Regions from separate parts of the Mus musculus genome. Here all the other regions are linked to region 2. The links are chromatin contacts, called in public Hi-C, HiChIP or PLAC-seq and promoter capture Hi-C maps. All regions are on one chromosome and are shown on one strand. The core of a region is the stretch at or near the end of the contact, and the rest is flanking DNA. Distances in the headings are between cores, read along the strand shown. Region 1 holds the start of Gfpt1 (glutamine fructose-6-phosphate transaminase 1). Region 2 holds the start of Antxr1 (anthrax toxin receptor 1). Region 3 holds the start of Aak1 (AP2 associated kinase 1). Region 4 holds the start of Gp9 (glycoprotein 9 (platelet)). Region 5 holds the start of Aplf (aprataxin and PNKP like factor).

Region 1 (2,700 bases), core at 175-2,674, 290 kb before region 2:
TGTGTTAGCTCTGCCAACGTAATCTAGGGACCTGTGTAATGGCTTGGAATAATGAAGAGCCTTTTAGATGAGAAATACTTCCTTGATTACTTTTTCTAGCCTCTATTTGAGATAGGCGATAAAAAAACTGAAAAGCCTTTGCTTCCTTGCACATACAAAGAGCTTAGGACAAGCCTATAAGGCTTTTATCACTCTTTCCAGCCACCAGAACAGTTTTAATTTGCCACGTATTGCTCTGGTCTATGACTAGGCAAGTGTTGGTTATTAAAAAAAAAAAAAGCCAACCAAACAAACAAACAAAAAAATCTCACTCTATCATAAAGGAACTTAACAGTTTAGTGGGGAGAGGAAAAAAACCACCTTTAATACAGAAGTCTGTTATAGCCGGGCGTGGTGGCGCACGCCTTTAATCCCAGCACTCGGGAGGCAGAGGCAGGCGGATTTCTGAGTTCGAGGCCAGCCTGGTCTACAGAGTGAGTTCCAGGACAGCCAGGGCTACACAGAGAAACCCTGTCTCAAAACAAACAAACAAACAAAAAACAAAACAAAAAACAAAAAACCAAAGAAGTCTGTTATTGTATGAGACAGATCAAAGGATGAGATGTTAAAACCATCTTGGGGAGACCTAAAGATGTCACACTTAAAAGTGGCAAGGATGTGATGTGGGACTCTGTAGAATAACCCTGGCGTGCAGTTTTGAATGCTGGAGCAGTAGGAAGGGGATTCTGGCTGAGAGTGCTTCTGTGGGCCCTACTCATTCATTTCCGTTAGAGCTATCAAGTGCGGGCTGATAACCAGCTACTTTTGCTCCAAGGTATTATTTAAACCTTCTGAAAGGGAACGCCCCGCTAACTCCTCTTTTCTCAACGGAGAGTTCATTCGCGACAAGAGCGATCCCGAGTACAACGTGCCCACAGCTTCCCTGAGCGCAGGCGCAGTGCTGGGACTACTGACTAGTGGTACCTTAGGCAGAGAACAGTGAGGAAGGCAGGGAGTGGGGCGCTGAGCACCTTGCCTACAGCTCAGGTCGTCACCGGAATGGCTGCCCGAGGGCGTCCTGCAGGCTCCCGCACCTCTGCGCCAGCAGCGCAGTTCCGGCCACCGTGGCTCTGCACACTGACACGTCTGTCCCAGGCTCTCCCTCCTGCCCTACAGCTTTTCTCTCTGTCTCCCTCCTTCCCGTTCCCCTTGAAACACACAAACTGCTGTGTAAACATTCCCTTCCTCCTCCTCCTCCGAGGCTCGGCTCGCCCTCAGCGGGCGGCTCCAGGAACCTAAAGCGGATGCTGGTCGAGCCCCTGCCACGTCGCTACCCGCAGCTCTGCGTCTGCGCGCTGGGCGGGCGATGCCTGCGCGTGAGCGGCGCGGGCGCGGCCCAATGGGAGAGCCGCGGCGGCGCGCGTGGCCGGGGGGGGCGGGGCGGCAGTTGAGAGCGAAGCGAGCGCTGAGTCGGACTGTCGGGTCTGAGCTGTCGCATCCCAGAGTCCTCTCATTGCCACCACCCCGGCCCGAGCTCACCCTCGCTTCTGAAGCTCTCCGCGCGCCCGACAGCTCAGCCCTCGCCCGTGACCAACATCATGTGCGGTAAGGGCAGCGATGGGGGTGTGTGGTGGCCGCAGGGCCCGCGCAGTGAAGCCAGAGGTGGACAGCGCGTGTCAACAGAGCGGCCTTGGGGCTGGGGTCCTGAAGAGAAGGGGGGCTTGTGGAGCGGGCATCCCGAGGAGATTGAGGGTCCTGAGGGGAGCCGGGATCTGGAAGGAGAAGGGTCTCTGGGGAGAAAGGCTGCTGTCCGTGAGGCAGGGACTCTAAGATGGGGATTCCGGTGTTGAAGGGGCGGCCGGAGCTAGTGTGCTTAAGAGGGACCGGCAGAGGAGATTGTGGGGGCCCTAGGAGTCAGAGGCTACTTAAAGGGGCTAGAGGATTGGGGGTGGGGTGGGCCAGGGAGGGTATCAGAGCGTTCAAGGGGCACCTTTGCATAGAGCTCAGAGGATAGATGAATACCTACCTTAGAAGAGCTGTGAGGCTCAAAGTGAGACCAAGTATGGAGGGATGCCTAGGGGAAGGTCCACCAGGTGAGTGAGGCGACCTGTGAACATGCTGTGTGGTACTGGGGGTTAAACTCATAAAGGCAGCTTGTCAAGTGAGTGAGTACTCTTTCCCTTAGCCACACCCCCCAAATCCCCTTTTTCTGTCTCTTTGTAACTGGGTCCCACTTGGTAGCCCAGGTTGGCCTGTAATTCACATTGCCCTGTCTCAGCCTTCCAAGTGTTGTGATTATAAGTATGAATGACCACTCCTGGCTGGTAGCATTTCTTGAATTTACTTATCTTGCAGTCTTAAAAATACTTAATTCTAGTCACTTTATTTTAGGCAGGCCTGCGAGAACTCAAGCCAACGCACTGACAGTGATACCCCACATGACTTCTGCCACTCTTAAGTCTCTCAACAGGAACCATTACTAAATCAATAACTTGATGAAATGGGCTCAGAGCTGATCTTGTTGGAAGAGAGAGTAGTAGTCCTGGCTAAAGATCCCACATCATGCATGTACACCTGTTTAACATATGTCTTTACTACAACCATTAAAAAAAACAGGCTCTTTTATTCCATATTTTAAGGCTTCTTATTTAGCTGGGCGGTGGTGGTACAACGCCTTTAATCCTAGCCCTCAGGAGACAGAGGCAGGTGGAAATCAGTGAT
Region 2 (2,799 bases), core at 244-2,743:
CTCGTAAATCTGTAAGAAAGAGACCTCGCTTTTTAATCCAAAGTACCTGGAGCTCAAAACAGCCTCTACGGAAAAAAATCAAGCCCCAGCAGCAACTGTGAAGCACATTTGGTGTCCAGCGGCCAGCTTATTTTTCAGGACTCTTGTTCCAAGTCCCAAATACTTTCCAGTCTGTGAAATTCACCTCCCTACCACTGTAGCTGCAAGCGCCTCTCCTGGCACTGGCACAGATCTAAGGAGCCCGGATCTTGAGGCACTTTTTATTGTTGTAGCCGCTTTTCAGCAGAGCGCATGAAGCTTACTTGAGTAACTGTGGCTTTGGCAAACCCTGTGGGGATCTGGAAAGTGTCGAACTGGACTTAACTCAGTTCTTCCTTAAGCAAAGTTCCTTTTAGTAAGGAGTAATCTTGCTGGTTTCCCTGGCAGCCCATCAGTCAAAAACCATCAGCCCAAATTGATCTACACCTCAGTTCTGAAGGCAAGGGGTGCTGGAGACATTTGCCAGCATTTGAAAGCATTTTTAGTTAACACCAATCAGGCGGAAGAGTGGCCTTGTGGCTGGCTTCTGTCTATAGGGTAGGGGGCAGAAATGGTGCTTAGAGCCCTTAAGCGGATGGTGAAGTCTGCACAAAAACTAGTTGGAACCCCAGAGGTGGAGAATCCGTGCCTTGGACTTCCACAAGTGCCCCGGGTCAACAGGCATCATGCCATGGAGAACAAAGACTGCATTTTTACATTTTGTAAAAAGAGGTGGCTAATTTTGAAGAATACCCACGTCTCCAACTTTGGAAGTGTCTGCAAATTCTACTTCTGGTTGCAATTCCTTCTCCCAAGATTGGAAAGCAATAAGACAAATAGAGCCAACTGCATCCTCCCTGGACTCGCAAGCTCCGGGCCAGAGACAGCAAAGAAAGCAGGCTAAGCATTTCAGACGCCCCGCAGTTGAGGACCGGCGGCCAGCTGTGGTGCGCCCTAGGGACCGCCCGCCCCAGAGCAGCATCCTCCAGGCACTTACTTGTCCAGGATGAAGTAGAGGTCGAATCCTCCGTAGCAAGCTGGTCCCCCATCCTCGCGGCGGCCCCCGTGTCCGGCGCACACGAGCACGAGTGCAGCCACGCAGAGTCCCCGCAGGCCCGCACCCAGGCGCCCCGCGCGGTCCATGCTGCAGCCGGAGCGCTGGCCTCGCTGGCGTCCGTGTGACATCAGGGGCGCGCCATACGCGGCCTGGGCTCCGGTCAGGTCCCCCGGCTCTCAGCAAACGCCCGGAAGCAATTGTTCAGAGAAGTTCAAGGATTTCGCTTTGGTTTCCGCTGGTTCTGAGCCCGGGTTTCGAGTTTCAGGGACCCAGGGCGTTCTGCTGTGTGGAGCTGCCGGGATAGGGCCACCAGGCCGCTCCCAGGCTGCGCTTGAAGCTTTGCAGTCGAAGCAGTTCCGTCCCGATGGCTCTTTGTCCTAGATTTTAAGTATGATGGGGTGGGTTTTCAAATTGTTCTTGGTTGGGGCAGTGCGGTGTCTTTGCTCCCTCCCTCCCTTCTTTTTTTTTTTTTTTTTTTTTTTTTTTTTTTTGGAAAAAGTCTAAAGAGTGCCATCTTGTGGCCAAGGGCGGCGAAAATGTTGGGGTCCCCTAGACCTTGGCTGGGGCGGAATTGGGTGGGGACTTTTGGCAGGGGATAAATCTTAAGAGTTTTCAGGTGAGGTGCACGCCTTTAATTAATCCTTCCTTTTCGTCTCCTTTCTTAACTTTTCCACGGCCAGGTCTTCATCCTCTCTAACCATCCCCCAACCCCCATGCCTTCTTTCTGTTTTGCTCTTCTGTATCTGCGGATACAGTCCCTGTAAACATTTGATGAAAACTCATTTCCTTCGAGCAGGGTGACTCCAACTCCAGGCCAGGACTTTGCAAACAGGAGCCTTTGTGCAAATGAAGCACAAGGCTTGATCTTACATAGTTTTACTGCAGATCACAAAGGGCTCTGGTTAAAATCTGCACAGACAATGCCACCGAATGTAGTTGTTGAGGTTTGGAACAGCCAAGGCATCTAGATTGTCCGCATCTCCACGTTTTAGGGAGTCTTGTGGTAACACCAACCCTGGTGACTTGTTTGAGGATTAACTGTTCACTGCTAATTCTCCAGTGCCTGCTAAGCCTTCAGGTGACTGCAGCCTCTGACACCCAAGCAGGCACCTGACCTGGCCCTCCTCTGACTCCCAACCTTGGAAAGCAGGCAGCAGTGTTTGCCTGTGCTCTGAGCTGCTGGCTTGGGGGTGGTTTGTTACTCAATCACAGGTAACTAATACATGCCTGTTATTAATTTAAACACTGGAGAATTTCTGTAGGAAGAAAGTTGATTTAACAGTTTTCCAGGCATGCTTGTTCATAAAATTGTCTTCAGGTAACACCTACTAGCACCCACATTTTTGAAGTTGCTGTTTGCAGGAAAAAAAAAATAATTAGGAGAAGTAAAAATACTCAAACTGACTACAGTTGCTTTTTCTATAATTTTTTTACTGCCTCAAACAAGGAAAACCCATCTTGGCCCCACTAAGCTCTGTGATAAGAAAGAGGAGGGGATCTCTACAGAAGCCAGCTGGACCAATGAAGGCTGGAAAACTAGGGGGTGAGGGGCACTGGTCCAGGACAAGGAGGAACTTGGGGACAGTGTAATAAAGGAAGTGATCTGAGCCTGGAGGATAGGGTTTACATGTCCCTACAGGGAAGCAAGGGACAGGAGAAGCTAGCAGTTCAGAACATCTCATTCTCATGTCCTGGGTGTCCTCTGAGCTCTTTAAGAGTTTGGG
Region 3 (2,864 bases), core at 91-2,590, 490 kb before region 2:
ACTCATTCTGTAACCCAGGTTGTCCTCGAAATCAGAAATCTGCCTGCTTCTGCCTCCCAAGTGCTGGGATTAAAGACGTGAGCCACCACTGCCCAGCAAGACCCATCTTTTTTTATTTCCTGGGGGCCCCCTTCTAGATCTTCCTCAAGTGCCTGAAGTAGAAATTCTGGGATGAACTGCAAGAGGGTAGTTGCATCTTTAAGAAGTGTGGGGAGCTGGTGGAAAAATAACCTATACTCAAAAAAGAGAAAAAACCATGTATTTCTTGGGGGAGAGGGCAGGGGAGGCAGGGATTTGGCACGACAACAACATCTTCTGTGAAGCAATCTAGGAGGAGAGATCTCAATTCCTTTCCAAATCCTTAGCATTTGACAGGTGCCAATCACACAGCCCTGTACTCTATCCGCACCCAAGCGATCCTTAGTAAACACAGCATCTTCTTGCGAAAGATTCTGAAGAGAAAGCAGTAGGTGTGTCTAAAGTTCCCTTTAAAGGCGTGAATATATCTGGTAAGGACCAGGCAAATCTGGGTCGGCAGAGGGCCATGGTTTGGGGTGGAGCCCAAGGATGGATGTAGCCTGGTCCCTAGATGCTCCGTGTACTGGATCTCCCGCAGTTCCTTCTTCGACCCTCAGGCTTCTCAGTTCTCATCGTGGTCGGGGACCGGAAGACACCTGCTTTGTTTCCTTCAGCACCGAGATTCCGCTCGGCTCCCTGCTGGCATCATACCCACTTCTCCCCAGCCCCCAAGCCTTCAGTACCTCCGCTCCCATGACGTCGGGGAACTCCCAAACCCAACTGGGGCGAGGCAGCTAAACCGCGTCCTTCAGGTGTCAGTCCGGACTCCTGTGAAACCACAATTCCCAGAGTGCCTCTGTCCATGAGGCCAAGCCATAGATAAAATGGCTACAGAGAGTGGGACGTGCAGCTGGAAAACTAGTCTCTGGTGACTTTAGCAGATGTACTTAAATACCCGAAGCCTCACTTCTGCACCACTCCACTATCATCTCCAGTCCCTGGAGACGGCGTCCGAAGGTGCGCTCGCTCCCGGGGCATCTTGGGAATTGTAGTCCAGATGCCAGATTACCCCGAACTACTCTTCCCAGGGTGCTCAGCGGCAGGACTACGGCAACGCTCTCTTCCAAGTGTCTCTGTCCCGAGTTCCACTGCTCTGGTTCCCTTCTTGCCATCGGTTTCTTTCGCTCTGTAGCTATAGCTGGTGCACCTGAGACGGCCCCTGAGAAGGGGCTGTGCGGCCCTGAGAAGCACTTCCGGTGGCAGGTCACTTCCGGGTGGGTGGTCGGAGCCGACGGGCGCGCGCGCGGGGGAGGGGCGGCCTCAGCGCGGCGCTCGGGGATCAGCTGGCGGGCGGGCGGGCGCCGAAGCGGCCCCGGCTCTGCGGCAGCGCCGCCTCCTTCGTGTCGCAGGCCGGCGGCCGTGGCCATGTCGCGGGGCTGGTAGCTGGGCTCGCCGCCGAGCGGCCGCTAGTGGGTGTCCGGGGCCCGGGGCGGGGGTCCGGGCAGGGGTCCGGTGCGTTTCCAGGGCTTTCCCGAAGAAAATGCACGCAGCGTTTCCTCTGGATGACGGCCTGTGCTTTCCCTAGGACCCGGCAGTTAGGCTCTGGAGTGTGTTACTGATTCATCCTCTCTCTGCCTCTGTCATCGCAGGTTTAAACTTAAACGATCGCTCCCCGAGGAGGAGGGGACCCGCCGCGCGATTGACAGTCTATTCCTGCAGGCGCCGTCCCTCAGCCCCCACCCCACGGCCGGATTCCCGGGGCTCTGCTCAGGGCTGAAACCGGAGAAGAAATCCTTAGATCTCTTTTCTTTACAACAAATACGAACCTAGAAACCATCGGCATTTTGCCTTGGCATTTCATATTGGAAAGATGAAGAAGTTTTTCGACTCCAGGCGGGAGCAGGGGAGCTCTGGCCTGGGTTCAGGCTCCAGCGGAGGAGGGGGCAGCAGCTCAGGCCTGGGCAGTGGTTACATCGGAAGGGTCTTCGGCATCGGGAGGCAGCAGGTCACCGTGGACGAGGTGTTGGCGGAAGGTATGTTGGGAAGCCAGTGCGCGGTGAATTAATCTCGTGTGCTGATGTGGCAAGACTCTGGTTTCTAGTTGTATGAATGGGTTTTGACCAACTGACCCTCCCTTCCCCCTCTGCACTTTCCTTGCGAGTCATTGTCCTTGAGAGAATTAAAACTCAGACTGGGAATTGACAGGGCTTGGGGGGGCAGTATTGCCCAAATAGTTTACCTCAGTGGCCTTTCATTTGGGTGGGTGGGGGGAGCGCGTGGAGAAATCTCTTCCTTTGACCGAATTATTCGGATCCTATGTGTGAAGTATAAGTGAAATGCAGGGTGGTGGTCTTGCCATTTCCCTGAAACTTTAAATTCTGATGCGGAGGCTGAAGGGTGGGGATGGGGAGAGATCTTAAAGGAGAGGGGGGCTTCTCCCACCTAACTTTCCTATTTCTTTAAGTAGGTAGCCAAAGAGGATTTCTCTGGGGACAGGAATGCATTTTTTGGTGTTTTGGTTAGGTTTGTTTCTTTACCCAACTGCAGTGAGGTCCCCAGGATGTGGCTAAGATAAAATCATAAGCGAATGAGATGGTTTTGAACTCAGACGCCTAGGCCTCTTTTCTCCTTTTAGTTTCTATTAAGAATGACTTAGGATTGGCTCTGGTTTAGTGTTCTCTCAGTTGGAGAGGATGCTGTGTGGTTTCTCTCGGTGTGTGCTCGTTGGTCTATCTGTGCTCCTGCAGATACATATTTTTCTGCCCCAGGCTTTAGGGAAAATCTTGAGTGTTTCTTGGGTAACCTTAACCTCGACCTTCGTAATTATGCCAGACTGATACTTTTCA
Region 4 (2,700 bases), core at 133-2,632, 440 kb after region 2:
ACAAGAGTATGAAGGTAGGTTCCAGGCAGGTAGGACTCAGGGGCCAGAGGGGACCCAGCCAGCCCTGGGGAACCAGAGCTCACCCAGTGAGAGTTCTGTATATATGCAGCCCCTATTCTGAGAGCAGAAGTGGACAGATGCTGCAAAGAGAGCATGGGGCTTCAATAGGTCCTGCCACCAGCCTGGTCCAAAGGCCTGTCTGTCTACAGGGGAGGGCAGCAGCTGGCCTGCGAAAGTGGGAGAGGACTGTGTAAGAGAAGGAGGAGGTGCTGTCCACCTCTGCCCTGACCTGGGCCCATATGACTTCTCCATGAAGAGTGCACAGGGATCCAGCAGCAGACCATGTTGGTGGCCTCTGTCCTACTGACACAATATCAGCCTCTGTCCCTGTGCCTTAGATGGTGGCACTGCTGCTCCCTGCCTCAGTTTCCCTCTCCAACTCTACACCCGCCTGAATCTCTCCAGATCAAGGAGCCAGGATACTTTTATTGTGTCTGTTGATCTTGGCCAACACCAGCCGTGACCACAGGGTTGATCAGGGGTCTCTCACTCTCCCCAGTGGTCCATCTTTCCTCCCACAGTCCCAGGAGCCCCAGCTCCTGGACATGTTACTTCAGCCCAGGCTTCACCAGTGGCCCCCGTTCTGTGCCCATGAACTCTGTCATCTGCTAAAAATCCATTGATTTGGTTAATATTCACAACTGTGGGGGTTTTATGATTTGTTTAAAAAAATGCAGATTTGAATTTTAATTGCATAATGATTCTATTTCACCATTAGGTCCGATTTTGATTAATAGCTTGTAATACCAAAACCATTCATTAAACTGAAATGGGAGTGAAAACAGACATCATGCTCAAGTGGAAGAGGCTATAAAAGTAACATGAGATAAATTAGTCTCCTGTCTCCGAGAGGCTCAGCCCTGCAAACCTGCAACTCCGTGAGAAACAGGAAAGAGAGGGGCCCAACAGGTGCAAAAGGCACCATGGAGAGAAAGGAGCCTCCCTCAGCATCTTTAGAGAGAGGGAGGACTATAAATAGACATTCACACCACACCTGGGGAGGTAAAAGCATCAGGACCATCGCCTGAATCTACAAAGGAAAACTCACAGCCAGCCATCACTCTCCTCCTCCTCCTCCTCCGGGAAGTCCTCCCCAACTACTAGCACCAGGCAAGGGACACCTTGATTGGCCCACAGACCCATCACACAAGACCACAGGCTGCTTGAGGTACAGAGGTACCCCTCCCTTAAGGTGGGGTTGGTCTACAGTTCTATGTCCAAGGCCCTAGGACTCTGGGTGCCTCCTGGCCCTGACAGGCCCTCGGGGCTGTCTTTAGGGGATAAGCCAGGCTATTTTCACCATTTCCTTCCTCCTGTCAGGCAGCAGCCACACTGCCAGCTCACACAGCTCACACACACCACCACCACCGCAGCCTTGAACAGGATGGTACCAGCCCACAAAAGGTGTGCCCCAGCCAAGGCCTCACAGGTAAGCAGTCTCCTTATTTTCAGCATGACCTCCTGCCTGGTGTCCACTCCAGCTGAGCTGGCAGAAAGAGAGGGGACACGTCTGTCTCTCCCTGGACGATCTCTGCTAAAAGACAGAAAGTGGGGGATCATTTGCTCTAAGTTGTTAACCAGCAACTTGGCTGAATGAAGATTCAGAAGTCATTCAGTGAACACCCCCAGAAGCCTGCTCTGAGGTGGGTCCTGGTAGGAGAGCAGACAAAGGAAACGGCCCTTAGCCCTAAGCCAGGAGAAAGGGCTGCAAGCCAGGCAGACCCACATGGCCATGAGACACTTTCCTGACTCTGGACTTTGCCATGGACTTCTGGGTGAGCCTAGGCAAGTATTTTCCCTCTCTAAGCTTCCCATTCCCAGTTCTGGGCCTTAGCCTAGACAAGTGGCTTTCAAGACAGGTCTATGAGTTCCCCATCAGTGCTGCTGCCCTGCGAGCCCTAAAGGTTTTTTTGAATCAGGCATCATGGGAGAGTGGACACGGTGCTGAACGCATTCCCTGGCCTGACTCCCAGCCCAGGCAAAGGACTGGGTACAGCCCAGAAAGACATTTCCTGTTCTCTGTGGCCAGGGACGAAGACTGGAGTCCCTTAGCAGTCCCCTGTTTCCCTATCTGAGCAGAGGCTTGGATCTCTGCCAGAGACCAAGAAGGCCCTGCTCCTCTCTACCACTCTTCCTGGGCTGTACCCAACACGCTGCTGAGGCCTGGAGAAAAAGTGTAGACCCTGTCCAGCATAGGTATCCTGGCACAGGCTGACAAGCGTTAATCTCATTGCTCTGCCCACAGCCTGCCTCCTGGATGACTACCTGGGGCCTCCTGTTTCTGCTCTGGCCTGCGACCACAGATACTCAGGCTTGCCCCAGGCCCTGTACCTGCCAGTCCTTGGAAACCATGGGGTTAAAGGTGAACTGTGAGGGGCAAGGCCTCACAGCCCTGCCCGTGATACCAGCGCACACTCGCCAGCTCCTGCTGGCCAACAATAGCCTGCGTTCAGTGCCACCAGGTGCCTTCGACCACTTGCCTCAGCTGTGGGACCTGGATGTGACACACAACCCCTGGCACTGTGACTGCAGCCTCACCTACCTGCGCCTCTGGCTGGAGGACCACATGCCCGAGGCCCTAATGCATGTGTACTGTGCCAGCCCTGACTTGGCCACCAGGCGCCCGCTGGGCCAGCTGAC
Region 5 (2,700 bases), core at 73-2,572, 340 kb after region 2:
TTTAAAATTTTATTTTTTACTATATATGTATACCTGTATGTTAGGATATGCATGTGTGTACATTGCCCAGAGAGGCAGAATTACAAGCATTTGTGAATTGCCTGACATAAGTGCTGGGAAGCCAGTCCTCTGTAATAAATTCCAGGCTCTTAATGGCTAGCCCATCTCTCCCTTGTGATATTTCAACTCGACCGCCAGGTTCTCTAGAGTGGCCTTTGTAAATGATAGGTCTTGTGGCAATGCTAAATGGTTTAATACCACCAAATATAATTTCATAGTGCAAACTGCAAACGGTTTGGTTCCTACTCCTCCCAAAGAGGGTAAAGAATATATAGCATAGTGGCCATTTGTACATGTATCACCTTTAAATGACCAGTTTATACTCCAACTTTCTCATTTGAACAAGGCTAATAAAAAGCACCTAACTCAAAAAGTTTTGGAAGTAGTAAATTAAAGTCATCTCTTTAGAACAATGACTGGTTCACTACCCAGACAACTTAAAGACAGCTACTGATACTACCAAAAGGGATACTGCTATTATTGGTAAGGCCCACCAGCCCAGCAGAGAAGGCAAGGAGATAAAAGAAGTTAGCTTAAGGGAGGTGATTAACCTTCCCTGTTATGGCTCATACAGTACCGTAAATATTGTAAGCTTTGTAGGTCAACATGCAACACATTAACCTTTAGAGTACTATACGTCTTTAAATACTAGCAGCGGTTTTGTTTAGTTGGTCTGTTTACATTTTACATCTTACAACCCGAACTTAGCTCAACTTGGATTTGGCCCTCGTTTGCCAGCTGGATAGGCTAATGATGTTAACTCGGTCCATACTCGAACCATACAGGCACCAAAAAGAAATGTCTGGGACTTGACTAACGTTGTTTGAAAACCTACTGCCCCAAACCTATAAAATCTTGACAAGCAGAGCCAAGACGCGGAGTTCCCAAGCTCAGGAGACAAGAGACAGCCTCGGCTGAGCAAGCTCTGGCTGCCCACGCCCACACTACCTCCCACACTTACTCCCAGCAGCGGCCCGCGGCCTATCACAGTCTGCCCCGGCCCCACGGGCACGCGGGGACCGCCGTCCAGAGGCTGCAGAAAGAAGTCCGAAGGCATGGCGGTAAGAGAAGGTTCCTTCGCCAGGAGATACCTCGTAGCCACCTCCCTCAGGCACGCTGGGCATGGCCCGAAGGGGTGTGAAACCCGAGGCTCCTTTCCTGGTGAGTGTGCTTCTTCCCTTTCCGGAATCCCCACTCCTTGAGAGCCTGTGATTCGTGCAGGGAATACCTGTCAACAGACCGCCAAACTACAGCTTAAAAACTGGAACGCACACCCACAATCTTCCAGCACTTCCTCTCACAGGACTCATGGAACGCTGGGTCTTGTAGTTCCTGACACCTCCCTTCGGCTCCTTTCCGGAGTACAGACTGCATGGAAAAACTACCAATCCCAGAAGGCAATACGCGCATCTCTGCGCCTAGGTTGATTCGTGCTTGGGCAGGGGTGGGGCTAGAGTAGTGCTGACGTCAAGGCCTTAGGAGAGGGTTGGCCTGAGTTTTTAAATGAACCACAGTGCTGGCCCGTGGCCCTGTGACTTCAACAGGGGGATGTTCTTTTCCCAATGGAGTATGATGTGTGTATCTGCTTCTTCCCCTTCTCTTCCATAAGGAGACAGCTTCGGCTAGAATAAGGCCTCCGTGGCAGGACTGTCTTCCCTACTCCAAGAAGTATGTCTGGACTTAGATTTTTAGGGTTCAGCCTCAAGAGGGTCATTAACTTTCCTGTGCAGGCGCCCCATACTCATTTGGGGATGGATCTGCAGCCAGTGGAGCTTCTATTTTCAAAGGCCTGGCTCAGACACTTGGCCCACGGGGCCGGAGAATCTTCCTTCTCTATAAAAGAGGCATATTCTCTGGCTGGGATCTGTAGCAGGCCTGTCTTTCTCTTTGGTGGAGGCCTGGACTGGGGGAAGCAAACCTAGGGTCCGAGGGTGGGGGGCAAACCTACAGGGACGGGATGGAGGGGAAAGGTGGTCTTTTCTATGGAGAAGCCAGTTGCTAAGCTCAGGGCTCCCAGCTAGAGGGAACTTTCTCTTTGGAGGAAGCCTGGCCCAGAGTTTGGCACTGCTCTCTTAAGATCTTTTCCTTTCTTGTGGCTGAGGACAGCCTCAGCTAGGCCTGTGTCTGGAGGGCTTTCTCTTCCATATTAAAGCCTGTACTACAGGACTCTGCAGAAGGTCATGGAGTTGGAGTCTTATCCCCTAATGCCTCCAGGAGGCACAAGGTCTTCTCTTCCCCAAGAGGCCACCTTGTCACAAGCCTAGGGGAAATGGAGTTATTCTAAAGAGTCACTGTGACCCTCATTTTGGCTCTCAGAACAGTGGGCCTTAAGAGACTGGAATTTTCCTTAGTAATCTCATGCTGGATTAAAAAGTCAAAAGGCAGACCCATCAAGACGAGAGACTTTCCCCCGGAGAGATTTCACAGTCCCGTCAATTTGTCAGAATGCCTTGCTGAAGCACTAGAACCTCAGCAGTAATGGGCAGGGCCACACCTTGCAACTGGAGATGGCTCAGATATTCAAATGCTGGCCCCCTACTTAAACCTTAGCCTTACTTTAGGAGGCTGAAGATGAACTTGGGGACCTTGGAGCTCTTTGTCCCTCTTCCTAATCAAAACTCCAATGAAATCTATACAGAA

Evidence for each region. Promoter capture Hi-C pulls out the DNA fragments that hold promoters and counts their contacts. A called contact is a pair of places that touch in the nucleus more often than the background predicts. HiChIP or PLAC-seq counts read pairs in DNA pulled down with a chosen protein or histone mark. Capture Hi-C pulls out chosen DNA fragments and counts their contacts.
Region 1: a promoter capture Hi-C map of embryonic stem cells shows a contact between it and region 2, with 16 read pairs. The contact joins the promoter of Gfpt1 here to the promoter of Antxr1 in region 2. A contact is called at or near these places in 19 of 39 promoter capture datasets (the 3T3-L1 cell line, 3T3-L1-derived adipocytes, the C10 cell line and 11 more), 5 of 484 Hi-C or Micro-C datasets (bone marrow-derived macrophages, embryonic stem cells, forebrain and 2 more), 16 of 115 datasets of contacts at active chromatin or transcription factors (the NIH/3T3 cell line, T-cell acute lymphoblastic leukemia, astrocytes and 10 more) and 2 of 9 other capture datasets (adipose tissue and pancreatic islet).
Region 3: an H3K27ac HiChIP or PLAC-seq map of extraembryonic endoderm stem cells shows a contact between it and region 2, with 7 times the contacts expected there. The contact joins the promoter of Aak1 here to the promoter of Antxr1 in region 2. A contact is called at or near these places in 2 of 115 datasets of contacts at active chromatin or transcription factors (embryonic stem cells and extraembryonic endoderm stem cells).
Region 4: a promoter capture Hi-C map of adipose tissue shows a contact between it and region 2. The contact joins the promoter of Gp9 here to the promoter of Antxr1 in region 2. A contact is called at or near these places in 1 of 39 promoter capture datasets (pre-B cells), 1 of 115 datasets of contacts at active chromatin or transcription factors (pancreatic cancer cells) and 1 of 9 other capture datasets (adipose tissue).
Region 5: a Hi-C map of cortical neurons shows a contact between it and region 2, with 2.5 times the contacts expected there. The contact joins the promoter of Aplf here to the promoter of Antxr1 in region 2. A contact is called at or near these places in 9 of 39 promoter capture datasets (the 3T3-L1 cell line, 3T3-L1-derived adipocytes, the C10 cell line and 4 more), 1 of 15 datasets of contacts at CTCF or cohesin (large pre-B cells), 2 of 484 Hi-C or Micro-C datasets (the HPC-7 cell line and cortical neurons) and 1 of 9 other capture datasets (liver).

The regions. Positions count from the first base shown.
Region 1 is chr6:87,041,422-87,044,121 of GRCm38.p6, forward strand. It overlaps Gfpt1 (glutamine fructose-6-phosphate transaminase 1), which reads left to right and starts at 1,425. Exons shown (of 19, transcript NM_013528.3): 1 at 1,425-1,584. The coding sequence starts at 1,578.
Region 2 is chr6:87,334,282-87,337,080 of GRCm38.p6, forward strand. Antxr1 (anthrax toxin receptor 1) reads right to left here and starts at 1,494. Exons shown (of 18, transcript NM_054041.2): 1 at 1,016-1,494. The coding sequence starts at 1,161.
Region 3 is chr6:86,848,165-86,851,028 of GRCm38.p6, forward strand. It overlaps Aak1 (AP2 associated kinase 1), which reads left to right and starts at 1,341. Exons shown (of 16, transcript NM_001378654.1): 1 at 1,341-2,051. The coding sequence starts at 1,889. It overlaps 2610306M01Rik (RIKEN cDNA 2610306M01 gene), which reads right to left and starts at 1,276. Exons shown (of 1, transcript NR_028298.1): 1 at 243-1,276.
Region 4 is chr6:87,776,688-87,779,387 of GRCm38.p6, forward strand. Gp9 (glycoprotein 9 (platelet)) reads left to right here and starts at 1,383. Exons shown (of 2, transcript NM_018762.2): 1 at 1,383-1,489; 2 at 2,306-2,700. The coding sequence starts at 2,318.
Region 5 is chr6:87,670,839-87,673,538 of GRCm38.p6, forward strand. Aplf (aprataxin and PNKP like factor) reads right to left here and starts at 1,323. Exons shown (of 10, transcript NM_001372332.1): 1 at 1,022-1,323. The coding sequence starts at 1,117. It also overlaps E230015B07Rik.